Linked DNA regions of Rattus norvegicus: region 1 is linked to region 2. A link is a contact called in public Hi-C data. All regions are on one chromosome and are shown on one strand. Each heading gives the region's core, a stretch centred on a gene start, on an enhancer-like site or on the middle of the called end of the contact. The rest is flanking DNA. Distances are from core to core; before and after follow the strand shown. Region 1 overlaps Map3k4 (mitogen activated protein kinase kinase kinase 4). Region 2 holds the start of Plg (plasminogen).

The links. A called contact is a pair of places that touch in the nucleus more often than the background predicts.
Region 1: a contact with region 2 is called in a Hi-C map of liver, with 2.0 times the contacts expected there. The contact joins the enhancer-like site here to the promoter of Plg in region 2. A contact is called at or near these places in 5 of 12 Hi-C or Micro-C datasets (frontal cortex, kidney, liver and 2 more).

Annotation. Positions count from the first base shown.
Region 1 is chr1:51,030,193-51,036,118 of GRCr8, reverse strand. Map3k4 (mitogen activated protein kinase kinase kinase 4) reads right to left here. Exons shown (of 27, transcript NM_001401453.2): 4 at 3,436-3,678; 5 at 923-1,069. Among named protein-coding and RNA genes, the nearest start is that of Map3k4, 54 kb to the right of the region's middle. Within about 2 kb of position 3,513, at least 7 of the 93 cell types and tissues checked have an H3K27ac peak or open chromatin away from gene starts, as enhancers often do. A contact at or near this core is called in liver, where this site is marked.
Region 2 is chr1:50,911,342-50,917,272 of GRCr8, reverse strand. Plg (plasminogen) reads left to right here and starts at 1,867. Exons shown (of 19, transcript NM_053491.2): 1 at 1,867-1,952; 2 at 5,848-5,931. The coding sequence starts at 1,904. It also overlaps the pseudogene Dut-ps.

The sequences.
Region 1 (5,926 bases), core at 2,264-4,763, 120 kb before region 2:
TACAAGTGCTACAACAGCTTTATTATTCTTCAATTCCCACCTTGACTTCTCTGTCAGTTAGGGGTGTGTGATGGTTAACAGCATGCAGACCCAGAAAGGCCACACCCTACCATCAGCATCTTCTGCCCATCTTCTGCCCACCCCTCCCCATCAGCATCTTCTGCCCACCCTCCTACCATTAGCATCTTCTGCCCACCCCTCCCCATCAGCATCTTCTGCCCACCCTCCTACCATCAGCATCTTCTGCCCACCCTCCTACCATCAGCATCTTCTGCCCACCCTCCTACTATCAGCATCTTCTGCCCACCCCTCCCCATCAGCATCTTCTGCCCACCCTCCTACTATCAGCATCTTCTGCCCACCCTCCTACCATCAGCATCTTCTGCCCACCCCCTACCATCAGCATCTTCTGCCCACCCCCTACCATCAGCATCTTCTGCCCACCCCCTACCATCAGCATCTTCTGCCCACCCTCCTACTATCAGCATCTTCTGCCCACCCTCCTACTATCAGCATCTTCTGCCCACCCTCCTACCATCAGCATCTCCTGCCCACCCTCCTACCATCAGCATCTTCTGCCCACCCCCTACTATCAGCATCTTCTGCCCACCCTCCTACCATCATCATCTTCTGCCCACCCTCCTACCATCAGCATCTTCTGCCCACCCCTCCTACTATCAGCATCTTCTGCCCACCCTCCTACCATCAGCATCTTCTGCCCACCCCCTACCATCAGCATCTTCTGCCCACCCCCTACCATCAGCATCTTCTGCCCACCCCCTACCATCAGCATCTTCTGCCCACCCCCTACCATCAGCATCTTCTGCCCACCCTCCTACTATCAGCATCTTCTGCCCACCCTCCTACCATCAGCATCTTCTGCCCACCCTCCTACCATCAGCATCTTCTGCCCACCCCCTACCATCAGCATCTTCTGCAGGTCATCCTCGAAAGCATCCATGTTGCAGTCGGTCTTCTCCAAGCCGTCCAGGACCTCCTGCAGCATGAACTGGTAATACTGCTTCATCAGGAGCCCGCCCTTCAGCACCTCTTTACACTCTCGCACAAGCTGCAAAAGAGCACATGCCATCGACACAGCTGTCACCCATATGCCCTGGCCACGCAGGCTGCCAGTCCTCACAAATTAGCCCCAGAAGCCCCAGAGGGACCCTGCCTCTGAGGAACCTGAAATGGTTTCTGACTCCAGAAGCCTGTTGTGGGCAATAGGTCAGCCATCTGTAACACAGAGATACATCACAGAGCAACCACTGCTCCACCAGATACATCCTACCAAGTCCACTCATACTGAAATGAATTTCTTTTAATAAGACCACTTTTACCAAGGTGTAGTTTAAGACAAGAGGCAGAAGAGCAAAAATATATCATGAAATGGGAATTTTAACCAGACCCAAAGTTTAAATAACATATAGAGGAAATGGTGGCTTCTGAGTAATGTAACATAGTTACCTACTGCTTGATGTGCTTCATCTACTACCAAAAGCTGCAAACCAAGCCAACTCTAAACTTAATCTGGTGAAGTCAGGTGTCTCAAGGAAGACAGAGAAGGATGGCAAAACGGCAATATTCCAGTGTAGCAGGTGATGTGTGGAGGACAAAAGCCTAGATGAGGCAGCCCCAGGAGCCCCTCCCACAATCAGAGCTGGGAGACAGTGCTCTCCAACCACAGGCCAGGGACTGAGGCAGGCAGACCCACAGATGCACTTGGTTTCAGAGGCCACAGGCACAGTGCAGTTCCAGGGCGGTGGCTAGGACACAAAGGCCGTGCCTCTCAGGCTTACTGCTTGCTACCACACGTGCAGCCAGGAACTAGTCAGGGAGGCACCTATACTCCCCCACAGCGTGTGTGCATACGCTGACCCCTGCAGAGCACGGTGGCCATTTAAAGTCTTGCTTTGCTAGAGTCTTTAGAGAATTACATGTGCATGCATGAACACACACAGTACAAACAAACCCCAACACACAATCTTGTTTGTGTGTACAGGAAGTGCATGTGTGCAGGGAGGACAACAGGACGGAAGCATACATGCTTTGTGCTCATCTACTGAGCGCCAGGAGAACAGGGGATTAACTCCTGTCACTGTCTATGCTTTCGATATGTATAAAACAAGGAATAAGACTGCTTCTGTAGATAAAAGCCCTTAAATGTTTCTCAAATAATTACTCATGGAATAAGAACTATAGCTACAAGCCAGATCTTCTAAAAGTGTCTGCATCTACTTTTTCATATTAAATGCCATCTAGGTATTTACTCCCGATCCTTGAATTTTTGTAACAGAAAACGTCTGTTCTCTTTTTTCTCTGAAATACTACAACAATCCTAGTTCCGTTGTCACTGTTCGACGTGCTCTAACATTAATTGCTATTTAGCTGTACAAGGGCCCCATGGTGAAGCCAACTCCACCCTGTCTCACAGGGTTGTATCTCATGAGGAACTGAGACAGGTATTTGACGAGCAAGGCTCAGCTACCTGCTGCAACCCAGAGAACAAGACAGAGCTATGGCCAGGTGGACCAGAAAGACAGAGCTATGGCCAGGCGGACCAGAAAGACAATGACAAACCTGAGCCGTGTGCAGGCAGTGAGGCTAACGTGCAAACAGCTCTGCCTGGTGCAGTGTCAACTGGAGTGGCAAGTGACAAGTGACAAGAAGCCTACTTCCAAATGACCTCATCGGTCTACACTTGACCAAACAAGCAAACACGTGTTCTATCTGGACCTGCTGTGTGACCTGACTCACCTGTGTCTCTTCAACTGCACTGACCTGTGATTCGCAGAGCCTGAAAGACGCTCCCTGGCTTTCCCTGCTCATGGAAACCACTCCCAGTCCCCCCGCCCCCCAGGCTGCTCTGAAGCACAGCCCCATACAATGAAGGCCCCGCCTGACACTCATGGCTCAGAAGGATCAGTGGACCCTACTATTCAATCTGCATGGCTGCTTAAGCAAGCACAAAGTCCAAAGCGTTCTCCTAGCATACTCTAAGACATTTCCCTACCTACACCCACCTCCAACACAATAAAGACTTAAGCTGTCTTCAAGGATGGACTCCATGACATTGTCACCCGCCACCCAGCATGTACAAGATTGGATCTCTAGTATCACCAAGAATAAGTAACTTTTTAAAAAAGGAATTTTGTTGTCAGTCATTAAGATTCACAGACAGAGCTGACAGAGTCATGTGGTAAGTCTGTTTTCATACCTCTCGGGAAGAAGTGAGTGGTAAAGAAGCTGAAACACACGCGTATCTTTGGGGACTACAGGTGAAGAACACTTTAGATTGCCCCCAAGAGGGTAGTAAAAACAAACACTAAGACGTGTTCTTTTCACTGTTTACAATTACTGAGGGAGGAAATCCTGAAAAGGAAGGCCGTAGCAATGTGGCCACGACTGCTTGTGTAAGCAGTGTTAGACACAAACCTGCTTGATACTCAAGAGGGAAGGCTCCCCGGCCGGCCTCTGTTCCAGCCGCAGCTTCAGGCACTCATGGATCACGTTCAGCAGGACCCGGCAGAGCACCAGGAAGGCGGGCTCAAAGGAGGGCAGGTCCATGGCCCTCAGCTCTTCCCAGGACACAGCACTGCACTTCTGCTCCGAGGAAGGAGGCGTCCCCGACAACTGCACATAATCCGAGCCCCACATGGGACCTGGAAAGTCAGAGAACTGCGGCAAAAGTTCAGGACACATTAAAGCTGTGCAGGGGACGTGGCCTGAAGCTGTGCTTATAAGTTTTGCTACAACCTGCTGACATATCTACACAATTCTCATTCCAAATAAAAAGGACGGCCAACAATTCAACACATACACAGAGCCCCAGCCCCAGTGACTCGTTACACACAGTGCTACCTACAATTACATCTGGACTGAGAAATCAATGAGTTGCTGAAATTACAAGAAAAAAGATTACAAAACTCCTAAATAGCTGTCTGTGTGAGAATAAAAGTCAGAGTTCAGCCAACCTTGCATCCATGTGGAGTCACACTTCCTGGTGTTGCAGAAGCCAGCTCCTCCCCACCCCCAGCTGCCCTCAGTCACATGTCACCTCATGCTGTCCAGGAGGCCCACAGTGTCCTTACCCACTCCTCCTTCAGCTGTGTCCCCACTCAAACTGTTACACTTTTCCCCAGAAAGCAGGAGGTCTGGAGCTTTCTCCCCTCATTCTTAAGCCTCTGACACCACTATCACCACCACCACCAGCAGCAGCAGCATTAAAAACCTTGACCTTTTTCTAAGTGAGATCATCAAAGTTTGAAAGCCTCAACTTTCTGCATCTCCAACTGTAGCTTGTTCTGTGTCTGTGGCATCTTTGGTCACCTTTGGTTACATAGGGGACTCTTTACTGTTCTCCACATCTTTTACACATTCAGAGGACTCACAGTCTGATATCTAAACTGTAGCCTTAGCCAGCACCTACGGGGAATCGATGTTTGCTACAGGCAGACTCCCTGACCCTTTCAGGGCCACCTTGGCCTAGCTCCCACCCTCCTGAGTGTCCTCATCTCTCTGCATTGCTCTGACACAGACTGCTCTGGCCCTCACATGACTCCACGTGCTGACCCTGGCGTAGGCTGCTTGCTCCTTTACTTTTCCTAACTCAGCCTAATTCCCAAGACTCAGCCTGTGATACCTTTCTAAGGACTTATTTCACCCTATAGCATGCCATGCACACTATCCCTTGAGTTCATTTTGATTGTTGTCATAGAAATATATAGCTCAATGACGGGGGAAAAGTCAATGCTCAAAAGTCAGAAAGCCTGGCTTCGGGTCATTTAATTAGCTATGTGGTTCTGGAAGCATCTAGTAGTCCTCAGGCTGTTTCTTTATTTTAAAAACGAGACTTGGACAGGGGATTGGAGCTTAGGTACGACATGTTTGCCTACACACACACACACACACACACACACACACACACACACACATTTTTTCTCTCTCCCCCTCCCCCTCTTCCACTCACTGTCCACCTTATACAGATTAAGAATAGCAAACCTCAGAAAAGGGTACTTAGAAACCATTTGCTCTGTCCCATCCTGTTGCTTTGGAGCAAATGCAGGCAAAGGCAGCTTAAGGCAGATCTATGTCAGAGGTTCACAGCCGCAACCTCCAAGAGCTCAAGATACTGTGTGTCCGCAGCCACCTTGCCATAACTGATTTCTGCGGGATCTACCTCCCGAGTGCTTCTACATTCCATGCATCCTAGCTCCTCCAACACATACCAGTTTTCAACAGCATCTCCTGACCCTGACATCTCACCCCACAGAGCTTTGTCTCAGGCTTGTCTTACCCCCAGCCGGATACTTCTAGTTGACACTCAGCACTGTACCTGTGAGGACCATTCCTCTTACCTAGCCCCAGAGCCCAATATCCACACAGACACTGACCACACCAACTATGAAGACTACGCTGCTCTGACTGTGGTCATCCTGCTGATTCTGCACAGGCCGACTCCTGACAAATGACTCACTCTCCTCAGGAGAAGGCCAGAATGCTCACCTCTAGGGGTTTTCTGTGGCTGCCTTGGGGAGCACGTTTCTCCAATCCACACATCTTGCAAATGCATGTTTGGCTACTCAGTTGCATCCACCACTACACACTGAGTTCCCTGGTAAACCACCAGTTCTGAGGAAAAGACCCTTGACCTCCAGTTAATCAGGATCAGCCAATACCCAGGTGGCATTTGTATCACAGGACGCTGAGCCAACTTTTGAGCGGTAAGCTAATGGTGAACACCTGGATTCTCCGGCTCCCCCGACAGCACCAGGGAACACATGACTCCCCTGAACTGTGTTATCAGAAAGTCTCTGGTTCTCAGACTTGTTATGTGCTACTTGCGGATGCCATCCCAAACTGAAATTTCTATGAAGCCAAGTAGACAGCAGACATAGGCGGATGTGGGAGGGGCTGGTCAGCTTCA
Region 2 (5,931 bases), core at 618-3,117:
CTGCGGCGGAAGCAGAGGAGTCCGGACCTGGAGCGCGCGGACCGGACCCGGAGCGTGCGCTGGTTCACCCTCCTCAAGAGAAACGTTAGCAGGTTAGATGTGTGCCTAGCATGGAGTCAGGGCCTATGCCTATGATTATACAATTCCATCCATGGAGAAAGCCCTTGTGAAGACAGACATTCAGATAGCTGTTCCTTCTGGGTGCTACGGAAGAGTGGCTCCACGTTCTGGCTTGGCTGTAAAGCACTTCATAGATGTAGGAGCCGGTGTCATAGACGAAGATTATAGAGGAAATGTCGGCGTCGTGCTGTTCAATTTTGGAAAAGAGAAGTTCGAGGTGAAAAAAGGTGACCGGATCGCGCAGCTCATTTGGGAGCGGATTCTTTATCCAGACTTAGAGGAGGTGCAAACACTGGATAACACTGAGAGAGGCTCAGGAGGCTTCGGCTCCACGGGAAAGAATTAAAACTTTGCTTGAAGTACTTTGCTGTTTGAACACTGTAAACGAGCTTTAATTTCAGAAGCATTTTGTGTTCTAGGATGTAGGAAAGGATACCTATCACGGTGGAACTGCTCTGTTCTCTAGTTGATGGTTGCCTGTAAATCTGTATCGTGAGAATGGCATTGACATGCAGACTTGGTTATTAGATATTTTTTTAAATTTGGTGTTGTATTTAAATTATAGTCCTATAAGAACTGATTTTGCTCTAATTGCTATATTATTTGTAATTTTTTTTTATCCAATAAAGTCCGAAGTCTTTAGCAAAAAAGAAAAAAGAAAAAAAAAAAGAAAAGACTGGGAAGTGGAAGATAATTTATACATATATATATACATACATATGTAAAATACATATATATGTATGTACATGCATATAACATACAGATATGCATTTATAGGTATATGCATATACATGTACATGTATACACATACATATACACATACATATGTATATACCTATATATGCACACATACATAAATACATGTGTGTGTGTCCTCAAAGGCTGGAAGAGGACATTAGATCCCCTGGAGCTTGAGTTACAAGTGGCTGTGGGCTGTCTGATGTGGGTGCTGGGACCTGAACTCAGGTTCTCTGGAGCAGCAGTAAGTGCTTCTAACCACTGAGTTCTCTCTCCAGCCCTCAAACTGATTTCAACACTGCACAGCAGGCTAGCAGTGCCTCTCCATGGTGTGGCTCTAGTCTGGCAATGCCGAGTCTCACTATACAGGCCGGTCAAGGACTAAAACACACCAGGACAGAGGCTATGTCGTGCCTAAGTTTGAAAGCAACCCACATATGACAGCATTGTAAAAATGATACGACTTAATCAAACTGCTTAGTCAACACCAAGGCTGGAATGGAGCTGAGGGATCACCAAAGCCAAACCAAACCGAGACCAACTGCTACTCGCGACATAGAGAATGAAAAACAAGCTCGTACGCATTACGCAATACATACACTGAGCCATCACGTGGTACCCCGGGCCCCTCTTCTGAAAATGAGAACAGTGTACAACCAATTGCCAGGAAGGACAAACGAGGCTGAGTGTGGACCACTTGGCAGTATCTGGCATATGGGAGTCACTCAGCAAGTGGAAGAAGAGAGAAAGAAATGAGAGGAGACTGGGAACATGGTGGCCTAGGGGAAAGGGAGGAGGGAGGAGGAAGGAGGGCCCAGTGGGGAGGGCCACTGCCATCACTTCCAGCATCTACTGCAGGCTCTGCTCAAACATTTTGTAAGCTCCCTGTTCGAGGTAATGTTTGCTCCTTCTGTGTATGGTGGCAGGGGGCCCAGACAATGATTAACCTCATCAGACTACCTTGCTTGCGGATGCCTTTGCTCCCCTTTAAGTCAACACCTGGGACTGGGACACAGTTGTCCAGGTGCTGTTGGCCAGTCCCAACATGGACCATAAGGAAATAATCCTTCTGTTTCTCTTGTTTCTGAAACCAGGTAAGACCTGATGCACGGTTTTCCTTCAGCTTTTTAAAATTCTAGCCATCTATTAAAAATAGATCTGCTGTGTCTTCGTGGGCAGTTCATTTAAATGAGCTATCAGTTTACGGGACTTTCAGTTCAAAGTCTCAGACTGAGGAGTTTGACATAAACTCAGTTTCCCTGTGAATAGTGTTTGGGTACGGATGAACAGGTAGGACAAGCCACCAGTGGCTTTGCAAACCTAATTGATGGGGGATTTTGGCACTGCAGCAGGGTATGACTAAGGACTCTAGTTAGAGGGGGATGTGGCTCAATGGTAGAGCAGTTGGCCAGCATAATTGAAACCCTGGGTTCAGTTCCTGGTGGCGGTAGTTACTGGGGTTAGATGGCCTACCTCTTTGCCTCATTTTCAGTGTGACTCACTAGAAGCTTTTGTTGATCCATCTTGTTCCCATTGGGATTTTCTGCTTGGTTGAAGGAAGGGTTTGCATGGGTCTGAGGCTTCCATGAGTCTCACGGGTCAATTTCAAAGTGACATATGTATGCAGTAATTAAACAAATACCTATTCTTCAGAGGTCAAGGGTGCTAGACACATTGTGTGTGTGTGTGTGTGTGTGTGTGTGTGTGTGTGTGTGTGTGTGTGTCCTACTTCGGCCCATAGAAATTAGCACTGGGACACTACAAGCTTAGGGGTCACACCGAAATGTTAGAAGCAACTCCCCTGCAGCAGGACTAACGTGTGTCTCTGCCAATGCGGGGGGGGGTGTCATAAGGTCTTTGTCAAAGCACTTACTGTCATTATCTGCAGAAATGGCTTGACTTTCATTTTCCTATTGCATAGAGATAGCCAGCGAGAGGGTAAGAAAGCTTCTTCCACAGCTGTGTACAAACTACTAATTTTTTTAAAAGACAAAGTCATATTATGTAGTCCTGGCTAGTCTAAAACTTGCTATGTAGACCAGGCTAGCCTTTAATTCTCAGAGGACTACATCTGCTTCCCAAGTGTTAGGACAAAAAGTATCATCCCTCAAGCTCAGCAGAGATTTAATTTTACACACTCAAGTGCACACACCCACATATATACACACACCACACACACACACACACACACACACACACACACACACACACACCACAGTGATGGAAAAAGTGTCTTTGCTTTGATGATTATACACATCTATATTTCATCTCTAACAGAGAAATAGAAATAATTTTTCTACTAAAGGATTTGTTTCAAGTCTCCTTATCAATATACTATAGTAAACCTTATTTCTACAAGAGCCCTGGAGGTAAATAGAAGAGATAAAGACTTGGAGAAAATTTTCAAATACAAAAGAGAAGAGTCAATCATCCTTGGGGAAATTTTATTGGGAATGGCAGCCCCTCCTTGGGTGGCTGTGTACCATTAAACATGACCAAAGCTGGAGATCCAGACAGAGGGCTCTCCTCTCCATCGTCATCTGAAACCTTCCTCGGCCACTCCCAAGAACTCTCTGCAGCGCTAACCCAACTCTGTGTAGACACACGGTGCAGAGTGGCCGTGAGTCTTCCAAATCACATACAGCTCTACAGATTCCCAAAACTTGAGTCTTCTCAAAGTGAGAGTTTGAATTGAATAGAACACAAGCCTAAAATGTTCCATTTCTCCATAATCTCTTACACCCACATCAACTCTGATGACAGAAAAGGCATTGGCCGACTTTCCACTTCCTACCCAGCCTTCCAGTTTGGAGCACTGAGGAAGGCTGAAGTCACCAGAGAGGGTAGACTTTCAAAGAGGAGTCTGTATTTACCAACTGTCTTCTCAAGTTTCCCTGCTTCCGATCCTGGTCATTTGTTAACTTGCTGGATCTGGCTTTGCTTTCCCTCCAGAGGTCAAGGTTGCTATGTTGCCTAATTCCATGAAGACTTTGCTGTGTTCGTTAACCTCTTTGTCCCCTAACCTCTATGGAAATCGTGAGCATTTACACGCACACAAAAATGTAGTAGTGGGGACTCAGGCTCAGAGCAGAGTCATCTGAGCTTAAGCCAGCATTGTAGCTCCTTAGCCCAGGGGACACCCGGCAGCTGTGACCACTTCTATGGGGACAAGGGAGAAAGCAAGGGACTTTGTCTTAGAATGCATCTCACAAAAATCAGAGGCAGGCCATGCATGGTAGCACACCTGTGTAATTCTGTACTTGGGAGGCTGAAGCAGGAGGATGGCTTGAGTGCTAGGCCAAGTAGGGCTCCTTAGAAAGACTTTGCCACAACAACAACAACAACAACAACTACAACAACAACAACAACAACAACTACAACAACAACAGTGAAGCCAGTATCTGTATCAGGCTCTACTTTTTAATGACTTCCTCTGAAATGCCAGATACTTTCATCATCAAGAATAAAAGTCATATGTCATTGAAAAGCATACATCACTGGCAGTTGATCAACAGCCTCCTCATGCCACTCTCTCTCCTGAAGATCAAATGAAAATCAAATTTCATTGCTGGGGCCTCACTGGCTTATCACGGGGCAAACAACACTGAGTGGTATAATTTACTCTTTAAAGTTTGGTAGAGTTCTGAGAGGTGGTTACATGGGCCTCCGTTACCAATCTTCCAGTCTAACTGTGCTTTCAATCTATTATAACCTACTGGAACTGATGATCTGAATAAGGATTTCTTCTTCTTCTTCTTCTTCTTCTTCTTCTTCTTCTTCTTCTTCTTCTTCTTCTTCTTCTTCTTCTTCTTCTTCTTCTTCTTCTTCTTCTTCTTCCTTCTCTGCCTCCTCCTCCTCTTCCTCCTTAAAAGATTTATTTTATTTATTATATATAAGTACAATGTAGCTGTCTTCAGACACACCAGAGGAAGGCATGGGATCCCATTACAGATGGTTGTGAGCCACCATGTGGTTGCTGGGATTTGAACTCAGGACCTCTAGGTCCCCCTACCCTCCCCTCCCCCCTTCTCCTTCTTCTTCTACCACAATGCATTCAGCCACAAAAGTAACAGCTAGTGTTATTTGGTTGATTAAAAAAAACAAATAAATTAAAAAGCCATGAGATATATGCATGAATGTGCTTGTACATGTACACACATACACATACACACGCATGCACACACACATACACACATATACACATATACATACACACACATATACTCATTCATACACACATGCACACAGATACACATACACACATACACACATATACACATATACACACACATATAGACATACACACACACGCACACATACATACACATACACACGCACACACATGCACACACACATACACACATGCACACATACATACACACACATACACACATACACACACATACACACACATACACACACATATACTCATTCATACACACATGCACACAGATACACATACACACACATACACACATACATACACACACATACACACATATACTCATTCATACACACATGCACACAGATACACATACACACATACACACATATACACATATACACACACATATAGACATACACACACACGCACACATACATACACATACACACGCACACACATGCACACACACATACACACATGCACACATACATACACACACATACACACATACACACACATACACACACATACACACACATATACTCATTCATACACACATGCACACAGATACACATACACACACATACACACATACATACACACACATACACACATATACTCATTCATACACACATGCACACAGATACACATACACACATACACACACATATACACACATACACACACATACACACACATATACACACACATACAGACATACACACATACATACACACACACATGCACATACATGCATGCACACCACAGCCATGATAATGAACAATGTTGTCAGCCAATTGACTCAGTTTTCACTTTTCTTTCAGGACAAGGGGACTCACTGGATGGCTATGTAAGCACACAGGGGGCTTCACTGCATAGCCTCACCAAGAAGCAGCTAGCGGCAGGAA